2 separate regions of the Mus musculus genome follow, and region 1 is linked to region 2. Evidence: chromatin contacts called from public promoter capture Hi-C data. All regions are on one chromosome and are shown on one strand. Each heading gives the region's core, a stretch centred on a gene start, on an enhancer-like site or on the middle of the called end of the contact. The rest is flanking DNA. Distances are from core to core; before and after follow the strand shown.

Region 1 (7,580 bases), core at 423-2,922, 250 kb after region 2:
AAAGAAAAGAAGTTTCTTAGTACACTTCAAAAACAGCACCAGGCATGGCACTAACAGAAGACCTGCCTACTTGGGTTTTTTGATTCTTTCTTTGATATGGACATTTGAGTCAGGAACTGACCATGTAGTTCTCAATAGTTCTGTCTCCACTTCCTGGTTGCTGGGATAATGGGTGTTTTCCACCATGTGCAACCATAAGAACTGCTTTATAGACACCGTAAGTTCTGCCTTTGTGTCAGCAGAAGGCAAGGCTGTAAGAAATTAGAAATTTGCTCTGTTGCTTTCACAGACTGAGGAGTTGGTGAGACAGACCCTATAACCAGTTACTGGCTTTAGTTACCAAATCATTTGACATTTCAGAGGTAATTCCTTTAATTTCCTCCTTTTTGGAGGCCATTTCTAATCAAAATTACCATCTAGTTTACTAGGCCTGAGATCTTTTCAGTCTCATTGTTCCGTCCTAATGAATGACATTGTTCTTCGGGTCATCATCCAATACAAAAGATCAAGTTAGTCTAAAACAACCTCTTTCTATTCCAACATCTGACTCAGGCTAGAGGTCATCCACTTAGAGAATTTCTGAAAAGTAAATCATTACTTAGACCAAAGGGAACCTTACAAACACCTCACTGTCTGCTATGACCAATCCTCAGGTCCTTGTCTGCATTTTCAGCATCTCAGTTACCCCACAGGAGTATTCGATGCATACCTATAGCTAGAGTGGACCAGATCCTCATTATAACATCTTACACACTCTACCTTGATCTTTTCATCCAGAATGAAATTTGTCTTCTACCCATCTCTCTACAAAAACTGCAGCGTACTGAAGGCTTTCATTTGTTCCATTCATTTTTATTTTGCTTTAGGGACAGGGTCATGCTATAAACCCAAGTTGACCTCAAAGTTGACACCATCCTGCCCAGTCTCCTGAGTGTGGGGATTCTGTGCAAACTGAAGACATTTAAGGTAAAGTACACCTTTTGATTTAAAGACACATCTGGCAGTCAAGTAGGAATGATCACATTTGGGCTGGTGAGATGGCTCAGCGGTTAAGAGCACTGACTGCTCCTCCGGAGGTCATGAGTTCAAATCCCAGCAACCACATGTTGGCTCACAAACACCAATAATGAGAAACAAATTTTAAAAACTCTATGGGCTGGAGCAAGCGGGGCCAAAGCAAGAAGGAGAAGGGAAGTGCAGGATGGGCAGGGGGAAGAAGTGATTGATCACATTTAACAAAACCTAATAATATTTTCAAGACAACTCTTTATCACTTGTGTATAAAGTCCCCAGAAATCAGGCCTCTGAAGCCCAACAGGAACAGGGCTGCTTAAATCTTTCACTAGTTATCTTTAGTGGTCTTGTGATGTCTTCCCCTTAAAGTCGCCTTAAAGATGACGAGACAAAGGTCATGTTCTTAATCAAAACACACAATTACCCAACTGTAGCTTCCTGTTCCACCCCTTTACACAAGGAACTGGCCATGGCTTGGCAGCTTTGATTAGTTACTTCATGTTCTTCAACACAAGCTGCAGTATTCCTTTTGCTGGGCTAAGATACCCTGACAAAAGTAACTTAATAGAAAAAAAGGTTTGTTCAGACTTACAATTTGAAGGGATAAATTCCACCATGGCACGGAAGGTTTGGTAGAAGGATCAGAGTCTACCGGTCACGTTACATTCTCAGTGAAGAAGCAGAGAAAGAAAGAATTGGGCCAGGCTATAAACGCATAAGGCTGTATCCAACTACTCACTCCCTCTGATGAGGCTCCGCCTCTTAAAGGTTCCACAAACTGTTCAAACAGCACTAGTAGCTGGACAAAAATATCCAAACACAAGAGCTACTGTACAATCATTTGACAATAATCAAGAACCAGTATTCTCCAGGAACTTTCTATGTATATCCCACCTCATCGTTATGCTCATCTTTCTTTTATTAAATAAAATGTTTTAGTATGTGTATGCTTGTGGTGAGGTTTACACATGGTAGAATCATGTGGTGTAGATCAGAACTCCCCTCCAACTAGGTAAATCCTTGGGATGGCCATCTCCCCAACTGACTGTTTTGCATAGGATCTCACAGAAGCCCTTTAAGGAAAAACCAAGTATTTGAGGAACTAAGACTCAAATTTCACAGTTGAGGAAGCTACTAGTTAAGGCTCTATATTGTATTAACATGGTTAGTCAGGACCCAAGAAGATAATAAGTCCTAGAAGATGTATTTCATTTTGAACAATTTAGGATTTTAGTTTTTGTGACACTATTCTTGGGGAGACATCTACTCAGCCCTAATAGGGAACCAACCAAAGAATACCACCAAAGTCCTACTTGAGGCCAGGTGTGGTGGTATATACCTTTAATCCCAGCTAGCCAGAGTTATACAGAGAAATCCTATATTAAAAAAAAAAAGATCTGGGGCTGGTGAGATGGTTCAGTGGTTAAGAGTGATTACTAACTGCTCTGATAGAAATTCAATTCCCAGCTTCCATACCAGGCAGCTCACAATTACCTGAAATATACATACATACATACATACATATATATATATCGCTAAATAAATCTAACTTGATTTGATCCAGTGAGTTTTACTAAGGTTACTTTACAGGAAGTTGGGTGAAGAGTTATTTATGGAAGCAGAAATGACTCAAAAGTTGTATCATCCCAGCACAAGAGACAGCTCACCACAGCTAGAAACCCAGAGCATACCATACTACCCATAGGCAGCTCAGGCTGAAAAGTGTACCTTCCAGGTAGTTCTATTGTTCTGAGCCACTTCCAATCAGTTTAGCTCATCTCAGATGGTTTGAGATTGCATCTAGGTAGTTCTCACCACTTTTACATGCATAGGGAGGGAGAGGCATAGAGAATCTAGTCAGTTTCAGGAACTTCCTGAAGCTTTTGAGTTATTTACTTTTTGAATTTAACAGTTCTTCCTGCAGGATGGATGTTTTGCCTCCTTTCAAACACCCTGTATCTTAAGGAGCTTCTCTCCAAGATGAAAGACTTTTGTTGAGAAGCTGGCTGATCTAAGGCTCTCAGAAGCCCTTATGAAAGGACAAAGGGAATTGGCTTCTATATCTTTGCAGATTAGACAAGATTCTGACTGGGAGCAGAGCCACAACCTTGAAATTTTTAAGATTTCAGTTCATGGGAACTTGGCATTTCAGCCTTGATGAGACTGGTATTTCAGTGCCAAGGCTGCTTTGTGGTAGGGTCTGTGTTGCACTTAAAATATCCTGTGGGCTGGAGAGATGGTTCAGCAGTTAAGAGCACTAACTGCTCTTCCAAAGGTCATGAGTTCAAATCCCAGCAACCACATGGTGGCTCACAACCATCAGAAATGAGATCTGATGCCCCCTTCTGGTGCGTCTGAAGACAGCTACATTGTACTGAGGCATAATAAATAATTATATCTTTAAATATATATATATCCTGTGTTCCCTTTGTGAAACATTTCTTCATTACCTTCCTGCTGACTTCATCCCAACTGTATAATTATTTTCTGCTGATTTTGTCCCATTTCACCTATAAACTATATGTAAGATGCTGTGCTTCTTTTGTTTGTTTTTATTTGTCTTGAGACAGGATCTCTGTATAGCCCTGACTTTCCTGAAACTCAAGTAGAACAGACTGTCCGTCCTTAAACTCGAAGATCCAACTGCCTCTGCCTCTCAAGTGCTGGTATTAAAGGGTATGCCACAACATCTGGCCTGATACTGTACTTCTTAATAAGGTTCCATGAGCCTCAGCTTGTGCAAGACCTCCTGATCTTAATCTTTCTTTATTATCTTTCTTTTCTCATCACCTGGTCATTCTTCTTAGGACTCTGTCGCTGAAGAAAGACCCACTAGTCCACGTTAGTTTTAATGTTGGAGGAAAATGCTATGCAAAACCTAGCTTACTCTGTGTTCCTCTGATAAACACCATGACCCAAAGCATGGTGTGGAGTGAAGGGGTTTTATTTCAATTTTCAAGTAACAATCCATTGTCAATGGAAGCAAGTGCAAGAAGTCAAGGCTGGAAACTGGAGGCAGAAATTGAAGCAAAGACCATGGAAGAAGAGTGCTGCTTACAGGCTTGCTCTCATGGCTTGCTAGGCCTGCTTTTGTTACTCAACCCAAGACAACCTGCCGAAGGGTGGAATTACTAGGTCCTCCCGTATCAATCATTAATCTCAGAAATATCCCACAGACTTATCTAAGAGGCTAATCTGATGGAAGCATTTTCTCAGTTGAGTTTCTCTCTTCTAGATAACTCTACCTTGTGTCAACCTGACCAAAAAGCAAAACAAAACAAAACAAAACAAAACAAAAAATACAAGGATATAGTTAATAATTATTTGCTACTAGAAGATTGTCTTTGATAGTGATACCTTCTGGGGTTTTTGTTTGTTTGTTTGTTTGTTTGTTTGTTTTATTAGGGTTTGAAGGTGAGTGTTGTTCATTGGTTTTTTTTTTTGTTTTGTTTTGTTTTGTTTTTACATAGTCTCACATTATCAGCTAGTCTGGCCTTAAAATGATATACCCCAGGTTGGTCCCTACTCACAACTCTGATCAAGTCTCTTAAGTTAAAGAATTACAGGTACTGGCCACCACTCCTGTATCTTTATGGTGCTTTTTAAGAATCGTCCTTTTGGACTGAAGGAGCTGAGGGGGTTTGCAGCCCCAGTGTCAACCTGCCAGACACCCTGGAGCTCCCAGGGACTGGACCAACCAAAGAGTACACATGGAGGGACCCATGGCTCAGGCTGCATATGTGGCAGAGGATGGCCTAGTTGAACATCAATGGGAGGAGTGGCCCTTGGACCTTGCGGGTGTTTGATGCCCCAGTGTAGGGAAATGCCAGGACGGGAAGACAGGAGTGGGTGGGTGAGTGGGAGAGCCCCCTCATAAAGGCAGGGGGGAGGGGGATGGGATAGGGAGTTCCTGAAGGGGAGACCTTCTGAAAGGGGGAAACATTTGAAATGTAAATAAAGAAAATATCCAATTAAAAATCTTCCTTTCATTCTTTTTTTTTAGATTTATTTATTATTATACATAAGTACACTGTAGCTGTCTTCAAACACACCAGAAGAGGGCGTCAGATCTCATCACGGGTGGTTGTGAGCCACCATGTGGTTGCTGGGATTTGAACTCAGGACCTTCAGAAGAGCAGTCAGTGCTCTTACCTGCTGAGCCATCTCGCCAGCCCCCCTTTCATTCTTAATATAAAAATTTCCAACTGTGTCTACATATAGCTCTTTCGATAGCCATTGTATTGGGTACTCATTGGGCCTTTTCAAGTCATACATCAACCCTGGGAAAACATTTTCTATAATTTATTTGATTATTTCTCATATCATTCCTTTGTTACTCTTCTCTTCCTAGTATCCCCATTTTAGGGGAAGAAAATTGATACTTTATCTTTTTTCTCCTCATATATTCTCCATATTGTGCTAATTTCTGAGTTTCTTTATCTTGATTTTGTGTGGAGGTGGGTAGGTTTGCTGCTGGGATTGAACCCAAACCCTATGTGTGCCAGGTAAGTGTTCCACCAGTGAGTCACATCCCCACTATATTATATTCTCTCTCCCTCCCCCTATTTCTCACACTGGCTTTGCATTTGCTATGTACCCAAACAGGCCACAAAATGGCCATCCTCCTCAGATTCTTGAGTAGCTGACATTATAGCGTGCACCATCACATCCAGTTTCTGATATATTATCACATAATATATAATTAGTTTTTGAGACATGGTCTTGAGCTCAGCTCTTTTCTTGAATTTCTGATCCTCCTGCCTCCACCACCCAAGTGATGGCATTTGGTCAAGCATGCATCACCAGTTCTGGCTTGTGATTTTTTTTTTCCCCAAGACAGGGCTTCTCTGTGTAGACCTGGCTGTCCTGGAACTCACTCTGGAGACCAGGCTGGCCTTGAACTCAGAAACTCCTTGTGATAGTATTTTTAAATTTCAGCAATTATAATTGCCCATGGTTTTCTTTTCTGTATATTTTTTTTTCTGGTTTTTCAGACAGAGTTTCTGGCCTGTATCTTCCTTTTTTAAAGTTTATATTTGTGTTCTATTTATTTTTTTGTTTTATTTTTCAAGACAGAGTTTTTCTGTGTAGCCCTGGCAGTCCTAGAACTCACTCTGTATACAAGACCATACAGAAACCCACCTGCTAGCCAGGCGTGGTGGTGCACGCCTTTAATCCCACCACTCGGGAGGCAGAGGCAGGTGGATTTCTGAGTTTGAGGCCAGCCTGGTCTACAGAGTGAGTTCCAGGACAGCCAGGGCTATACAGAGAAACCCTGTCTCGAAAAATCCAAAAAAAAAAAAAAAAAAGAAACCCACCTGCTCTGCCTCTTTTGAATACTAGGATTAAATGAATGTGCCAATACTGATAGTCCAAATTCATGTAAGGCTATTATTGAAGAGTTTGCTATTTCCTCTTAATTTGTTGTTTTAGTTTGCTGGATTACTGCTGTCTCTTCCCCCCCCCCCAATAGTTTGGGAATTGTTTTGCTATGTTGGACATGTTTGATCCTTTCCTAATTTGTTGCTGTTATTCTGTTTCTTTCATGTGCTGTCACAGAAGACTGTCTTTCCTCTTCTTCCCTCTATAGCAGTGGTTCTCAACCAGTGGCTCATAACCCCTATGGTGGCTGAATGACCCTTTCATAGAGGTCACATATCTGATATCTTGCATATCACATATTTACATTACGATTCATAACAGTAGGAAAGTTACAGTCATGAAGTAGCAATGAAATAATTTTATGGTTTTTGGTGACCACATGAGGAATTATATTAAAAGGTCACAGCTTCAGGAAGGCTGAGAACTAGTACTTTATAGTATTCCTTTAACATCCTGCAATGTTGGTTTGACTGCTATAAATAGCAATAAATAGCATCCATTTGTGTTTGTCTTGAAAAAATCCTTATTCTTCACCAATTGTGAAAGTTAACTTTTCTGGATATATCACTCTTGGTTTAGAGTAGCTTACTTTCAGAACTTCAAATCTATCAGTTCATTCTTTTTTGGGTACAAATGGTCTATATATTCCTGCTTTGGTAAGATGAACTGATATTTCTCATACCATGCAAATAGTGTCTCTTTACTTTGTATTTCTGACATCTTGACTATGAAGTATGGTGAATTTCTTCATTGTCCATATTGATTCAGTATTCTGAATGCCTGTTGTTTTTGGATGTCTACTTCATTCTCTAGGTTTCAGACATTCCTAGTATAATTTCATTAATCTATTATCTCTGCTCCTTGTACAATATGCCCTCCTAAATGCATCTCAGACTTCATGGAAGTATCTGTTCATGCTTAATTTTCTCCTTATGTCTCTCTGTATAGCTGTCTCTTCTTGGTATTCTCATCCCTTATGTTTGTTCTTCTGTGTTCTCTTGTCTGTTGTCGATACTTCCCGACGTGGAAGTGTTTTTATTTAATTGACCATTTCCTTCACTTCCAGTATTTCTATTTGGTTTTTAATGTTTCAATTCCCTTCCTGAGTTTTCCCTTCATATACTGGACTTTCTCCTCCAGTTTATTAAATTTTCACTCTCTCTCTTGTGTAAATTTTGGATAGA
Region 2 (6,843 bases), core at 3,826-6,325:
CTGTCTCTAGTTAACGGTCCCCTGAGGTCCTTTTACCTTCAGTTCAGTCAGGTTCCTGCTTCTTCCTCGGGTGGTTTCCTGCAATGAGATTTCACATATCAGCACTTTGTGTCTCTCTAACAGGAACTAAAGTCGATTACGAACTGAGACCTGATGTTCTAAGGGAGAATGAGTTTCCATGGCTTCCCAGCCCAGCATCCCAGTGACATCCAGGGTGACAGGCATGAGCTGTGAGGAGAGGCTCCAGTAGTGGGTACAAGTAGCTGATACTTCCTTGAAACAGGTTTTGTGGCTCCATCAGAGCCCACTGGAAAATGGCTGCTTGAAGTTCTCCAAGAGTATGCTATCGTTCAAAGCCACACATATGTCTACTTCTTTCCAACATCCACCCCAACCCAACCCAGTAACCTTGAAAACAATAATTTACAGAATTCTCAAAGCATGTTATTTCTCAAGGAACTTAGCCAATATTTGTGCCCCCTTTCTTTATCTGGTATGTAGTAAATTAACTCTGTAAGTTGGGATTTTTTAAGAGTAACCCAAGTAAATGCTAGTAATTTTGCCATTTATGTCAGATTGTGTTTTCTCTCAGTTAACCAGCCCCTTCTAGTGGTTATCTGGTTAATTGTCACTTTCCCTTGAGTTTTAGAAATTTTGAATCATCTGTACAATGAAACAGTGCTTTTCAAATAAATTAAATCAAAGACTTACCAATAGAAAGGATCAAGTAGAAGTAGAATATTAGGTTTATCCTAATATTAGATATTAAAGTATTAGATAAAATGGAAGACCTGGACCATTCAAGGAAATAATATGTAAACTCTTTAAAAGCACATGAAAGGAGCATGCAAGACCTTTGGGACATCATGAAAAAACCAACGTCTTCTAATTATAAGCACAGAAGAAAGGGAAGAATCCAAAGTCAGCAGTCATGCCAGCTAGTGTTATATCAATTTGACACAATATATAGTAATCTGTAAGGAGAGAGTCTCAATTGAGAGACTGCTGCATAAAATCAGGCTGTGGGTCATTTTTTAAATTTATGATTGATAGAGCAAAGGCCAGACTATTGTGGATGGTGCCATCCCTAGGCTGATGATCTAGATTCTGTAAGAAAGCAGGCTGAGCAAGCCATGGAGAAGCAAGCCAATAGGTAGCACTCCTCCATGGCTTCTGAATCAGCTCCTGCCTCCAGGTTCCTGCCTTGTTTGAGTTCCTGTCCCAACTTCCTCCAATGATGGACTATGATGTGGAAGTATAAGGTGAATGTTATTTCCTTCCCAGCTTGGTTTTTGGTCATGGTGTTTCATTGCAACTATAGAAACCCTAACTAAGACACCAATTTAAATTACTATGCTTAACAAAACTATCTTTCATAGTTGAAGGACAAAGAAAAACTCTTCAAGATATAAACAGAGTCAAAGAATTCTTTTTCAGTAAGTCAGCACAACAAAGAAGCAATACTTTGGACTGAAAATAAGCATAGCCAAGAGACTAAAGAAAATAAACAAAATTATAATTACTGAAACACAAAGTAGGACTAAGACCACAAACAACAATGAAATGGCAGCACTCAACACACGCTTTCAATAATAACTTTATATTAATGGTCTCAACTCCTTGATTGGTTAGCATTTTTTGTCACCTTAACAAAAATTAGGTCATGTGGGAAGAATGAGCCTCAACTGAGAAACTGCCTTCATCAGAGACCATTACAGAGAATGACAGCTAGTCAAAATGCAGAGAACACATGGTCTTGGGTGCCCAGGCACAACTGATACATCTACAACATGAGCCTTGCCCCTAAGGCACAGAGAACGTCTCAGGAGAGGGGGCCAGGAGACTTTAAGAGCCAAAGAAACAGGAAGTCTGTTGTGAGTCTATGGCTCCTAAATGACAGGGGAGCATCATTCATGACCCTCAACAAAGTGGCAGCCTAAACAAGTAATGAATGATGACAACACCAATAGACATGCTGACATGGAGGGGATCTCCCAGAGCCCTGCCCTAGACAAAAAGCTAAGGATAACAAAGGAATGTTAAGATCAGAGAAACAGTTTTCCCAGACATCAGCCCCCTGATGTCTAATACCAAGTGTGGACCCTCAAATCATATGCAAACAAGTAACACCAAACAAATACCACCAAATGGACTAGGAAGGCTGTTTTTTAAATATATTTAGGCACACACACACACAATATACACAATTTCAGGGCTGAGCACTTGGTGTTGTATAACCATTATTGTTGTGAAATGGACAAAAGTATCTTAAGCAAAAGGGACCAGGAACCAAGCAGGCATTGCTGTCCTAAAACCTAACAAAGTAGAAGAGATAAAGGAAGATACTTCATTTTAATCAACAATTAACCAAAAAGATATTACACATATGCACAAAATTCTAGCACTTCCAATTTAATAAAAAGTATACTACTGGGTCTCAAAACAGACTAACTCCAACTCAATGATAGTAGATTATTTTAATGCCTCACTTTCTCTAATAGTCAGGTCTTTTGAATAACAACAAAAACAATCCTATCTAACCATATGCAATCAAGCTTAAAATCAACAGCAAATGAATCTCTGGTGATTACAGAAACTCATGGGGACTTAGCAACACATTGTGTGTTACATCTTAGCAACACATTGAGTGATAAATAGGTCAAGAAAAAAATCAAGAATGAAAGAAAATACTGTAATTAAATGAAAATGAAAGGACAACACAATAAAACTTCTTGGACATATTAAGAGAAATTTTAAAAGAAAAATGTATAGCACTAAGGGCCTACATTAAGAAATCATAAAGAGTACAAATAAATGGCTTAATGGTACAAATAAGAAATTTGGAAAAACAAGAGCAAACCAGGCCCAAACCAGAGACAGAAGAAATAATAAGAACTAGAGCATGAGTTAACGAAATAGAAACAAAGAATCACTAAATCTAAGATCTACTTTTTTGAGAAGATGAACAAGATTGACAGTTCTTTGTCTCAATCCACCAAAAGAACAGGAGAAGAGACACAAATTAATAAAATTAGAGATGAACAGAGAAACACTAAAACAGGCATCAAAAAATTCAGAGCATCATAAGTGAATGCTTTGAAAACTTATGCCACAGTAACTTGGAAAATCTAAAGGAAATGGGAAGATTTCTAGATTCAAACTCTCAAAGTTAGGCCAAGAAGAGATCAATAACCCAAAGAAACCCATAATAAATAAGGAGATCAAATAATAATAAAAATCCTTCTGTGTAAACAGAGCCCAGCTCCAGATAGATTCACAGAAGAATTCTACTGTACTTTCAAAGAACTCCAACCATTACTTTCAAATTATTCAAAGCATAGAGACACTTTCAATCCTCTTCGATTGGTATTTCTTTGGCACCAAAACGACATGGAGACACAGCAACACATCTCATGAGCACAGATGCAAACGTTCTCAATAAGATACTCACAAACCAAATAACAGCACATATCAAAGATTTCCTCCGATACAATCAAATTGGCTTTTACCCCAGAGATGCAGGGATGGCTCTACACTTGTATGTTAACAAATGTAATATAAATCACTGACAAACATTGCATAACCATCTATCATGAGAGATGCAAAAAAGGCCTTTGACAAAATTCAACATGGATTTATGATGAAAGTCCTAGAGAGAGAAAGACTGGAGGGAACACACTTCAACGTAATAAAGCCTGTGGATGACAAACTCATAGCCAACATCATCCTTACAGGACAGGGAAGCTGCACCCATGCACCCATGGTAGCTCAACAATATGGCTGGGTAAACAAGACCTGGAGAAGGACACCTGTATGACATGCCAGTGTGGACAGGGAAAATGTCACAGGGCCTCATCTCTGTAAGAAGAAGTGTAGGCTGCTGGGAGGAGAATTATTCTTCATCAGGGACAAGCCCTTAAAGTGTTATCTAATCACAAGTGCTCAGCCCCAAACACATACACATATGAGCAACAGTAGATGGACTCAGTAAGTGTGTGTGTGTGTGTGTGTGTGTGTGTGTGTGTGTGTGTGTGTGTGTGTGAGATAATTAAAGAAAGGCTCTGGAATTTGAGAGGCAGTTTGGTGGGATGGGAGAGGGGTGGGTTGAAATAATGTAAACAGAGTACTCAGATATGAAGTTATCAAATAATGAAATATAACAAAATGAAGAACACCTTCATATAAGCATATGGCCAATCCACCCACTTCAACACTCTCAAAGGAATATCAAATCTGCTTCTAGGTAGAGTTAAATCTTTCACATCATGCTTTATCAACCTCATTCAATTTGGAATTTTCCTAGCTACTACATTTTTGTGAAAGCTGCGGGTCAGGGCCTTGATTTATAGTGTTTGGCAGCCTCTAAGTTGGCACCATTCTGCCTCAGCTTTTTAAGTGTTGGACTATAAGCATGTGCCACCATACCTGGTCAAGTTGAATCTTTTAAGACAAGGCACACTCTTTCATCAGATAATATCCAGGAGGAGTTTCCTTAGTGAAATAGATACCACATATGACTATCCCTAACAAGGTAAAAACAAAAACAAAAACAAAACCCCTCCTTGTCATAAGTATTAAAATGACCAGCATTGGTCGCCTGGAGTTCTATCAATCCTCAAGTCTTTGACTAGTTATATTTACAGTTGTCTCATGATCTCTCTCTCTTTCTCTCTCTCTCTCTCTCCAAACACACACACACACACACACACACACACACACACACACACACACACACACACACACATCGTTTCCTTAGCAATTAAGAGACAAAGGTCATGTTCTTATCTATAGACACAGTTACCCAACGCTAGCTTCCTGCTCCTTCCCTGTAGAGAGGAGCTGGCCCTGCCTTGACAGACTAAGGCTAGGCTTAGTTACTTTCATTTCCCCTCGCACAGCCTGGAGTTACCTTTTCTGTTGCTGGGATAAAATAACCCTGACAAAAGCAGTTCACAGAAAAGAAGGCTTATTCTGGCTTACAGTATGAAGATCTGTATCTCAAGGTGGCACAGAAGGCTTGGCAGGAGCAGGAAGCCAGCTGGTCACAGTGCATCAGCAGCAAGGGGGCAGAGAAAATGAACAGGAAGTGGCACCAGGCTATAGAGTCTCCAGTGGCCCACACCCTCCACCATGCTCCACCTCTTAAAGGATCCAAACTCTTACCCAGCAGTGTCACCAGCTGGAAACCAAATTCTCAAACCATGAGCTGCCTGTGTGGGTATTTCACATTCAGACCACAGTGTAGGCCCAGACACAGTGTCTTCTACTAACATCTGCATCTGAACACCCTCCTTCCACCCTCTCTTTCCTGTCAACTTTTGTTTTTAATTTTCTAAAATTATTTTATTTACCATGTGTCTATGAACAGGGACTGTTTTTGATCTATCTTAGGAACTCACCAGGATCCAATGGGATCTTCACCTCAATGATTTATTCTAATCAGCTTACATAGATCCCACCTCGAAAACAATCAAGTTTCCACTCCTAGAATAGTACAATGGGTATTCCATTTCAACACCTGATCCTTTGATCCTTTATAGAACTCTCAAATCATCGTGAGATGGCTAATCTTGGTTTTCAACCTTACTACACTTTCAATCAAATAGAATTCAAACTCTGGGCATTTCTGAGAGTAGTTTTGTTGATCAGGTTACTTGAAGGAGGAAGACTCATTCTAACAGTAGGGAGTACTCTCTGGTAGCTGCCCAGATAAAAAGACACAGAAGAAGGACATTGGTGTGCCCTCACTATCACTGGGCAAGTTCATCTATCTTGTTGCTGTGGCACTTCTTCATTGGTATTAGAACCATCTCCTGCATGATTAAAAGGTAGACTGAAACCAGCAGCTTTTCAGGAATCCTCTAGGACTCCAGTGCCAAGTTGAGACTGCTGAGACATCCAGTCTTGTAGACTAAACAACTAACTACCAATTCTCAGCCATTCTAACAATGACTGTCACACACATCATAGGACAATATGTCTCACATAGCCATTGTTAGACTATCCAGACTATATCCTGTATGTCAGTCTCATAAATCCCATGTATTTGGTTATATATCCATATCTATCTATCTATCTATCTATCTATCTATCTATCTATCTATCTATCTACTGTCTGTCTGTCTGTCTGTCTATCTATCTATCTTTAAATGTAGACCTACATCTGTATAGCCTATCAGTTCTATTCCTTTAGAGAACTCTGACTAGAACAGAAGGGAGAGCTTGCTGGGAAAAAGGAGTAACAACTATAAAGCCCCTTGAGTAAGACTATATATAAATATTTTTGTTGCAGGGCATAAGTGAATCAGTCTCAAACTGACTAGGAAACATCCTAGCTTTTACAGTGCCAGAAGATGCTATGCAGACTGCAGGAAGTTGTGAGGAGGGCATCAATGATCTTCTCAGTGCTGGTCTCTGCTTGCTATATCACCACTATTCCACTAGGCCAAGGATTTCTTCTTGTGCAATAATGCCATGTCTTCGATGACATAGCAAACCTCATTCTGATTACATTTGAGGGCAGTCTACTGAAGGGAATTTCCTGCCTGGTTTTGTAATCCTTGTCCAAAGTTCATGGCTGGGGAGGTAGGTCATAGACCCTAGAGTAGACCCACTGTAGCACAAATAGAACACACATGCACACACACACACACACACACACACACACACACACACACACACACAGTCACTCACACCAGTTAATCAGTTAATCTTGAAATGCCTTGGATAACACAATGACTGGGCACTCTTAATTTTTTCTCTACTACCCCAGGCCCAGTCAGGGAAGTGGCCAGAGGAAACTCACATTGCTGGTTGGCTTTACGTCCTCCACTACTGTGCCCC

The links. Promoter capture Hi-C pulls out the DNA fragments that hold promoters and counts their contacts.
Region 1: a contact with region 2 is called in a promoter capture Hi-C map of stem cell-derived epiblast-like cells, with 2.7 times the contacts expected there. The contact joins the promoter of Naip1 here to the promoter of Naip2 in region 2. A contact is called at or near these places in 8 of 39 promoter capture datasets (the 3T3-L1 cell line, cranial neural crest, embryonic stem cells and 4 more), 1 of 115 datasets of contacts at active chromatin or transcription factors (bone marrow-derived macrophages) and 3 of 9 other capture datasets (adipose tissue, liver and pancreatic islet).

The regions. Positions count from the first base shown.
Region 1 is chr13:100,451,192-100,458,771 of GRCm38.p6, forward strand. It overlaps Naip1 (NLR family, apoptosis inhibitory protein 1), which reads right to left and starts at 1,673. Exons shown (of 16, transcript NM_008670.2): 1 at 1,607-1,673.
Region 2 is chr13:100,197,047-100,203,889 of GRCm38.p6, forward strand. Naip2 (NLR family, apoptosis inhibitory protein 2) reads right to left here and starts at 5,076. Exons shown (of 16, transcript NM_001126182.2): 1 at 4,981-5,076; 2 at 37-78.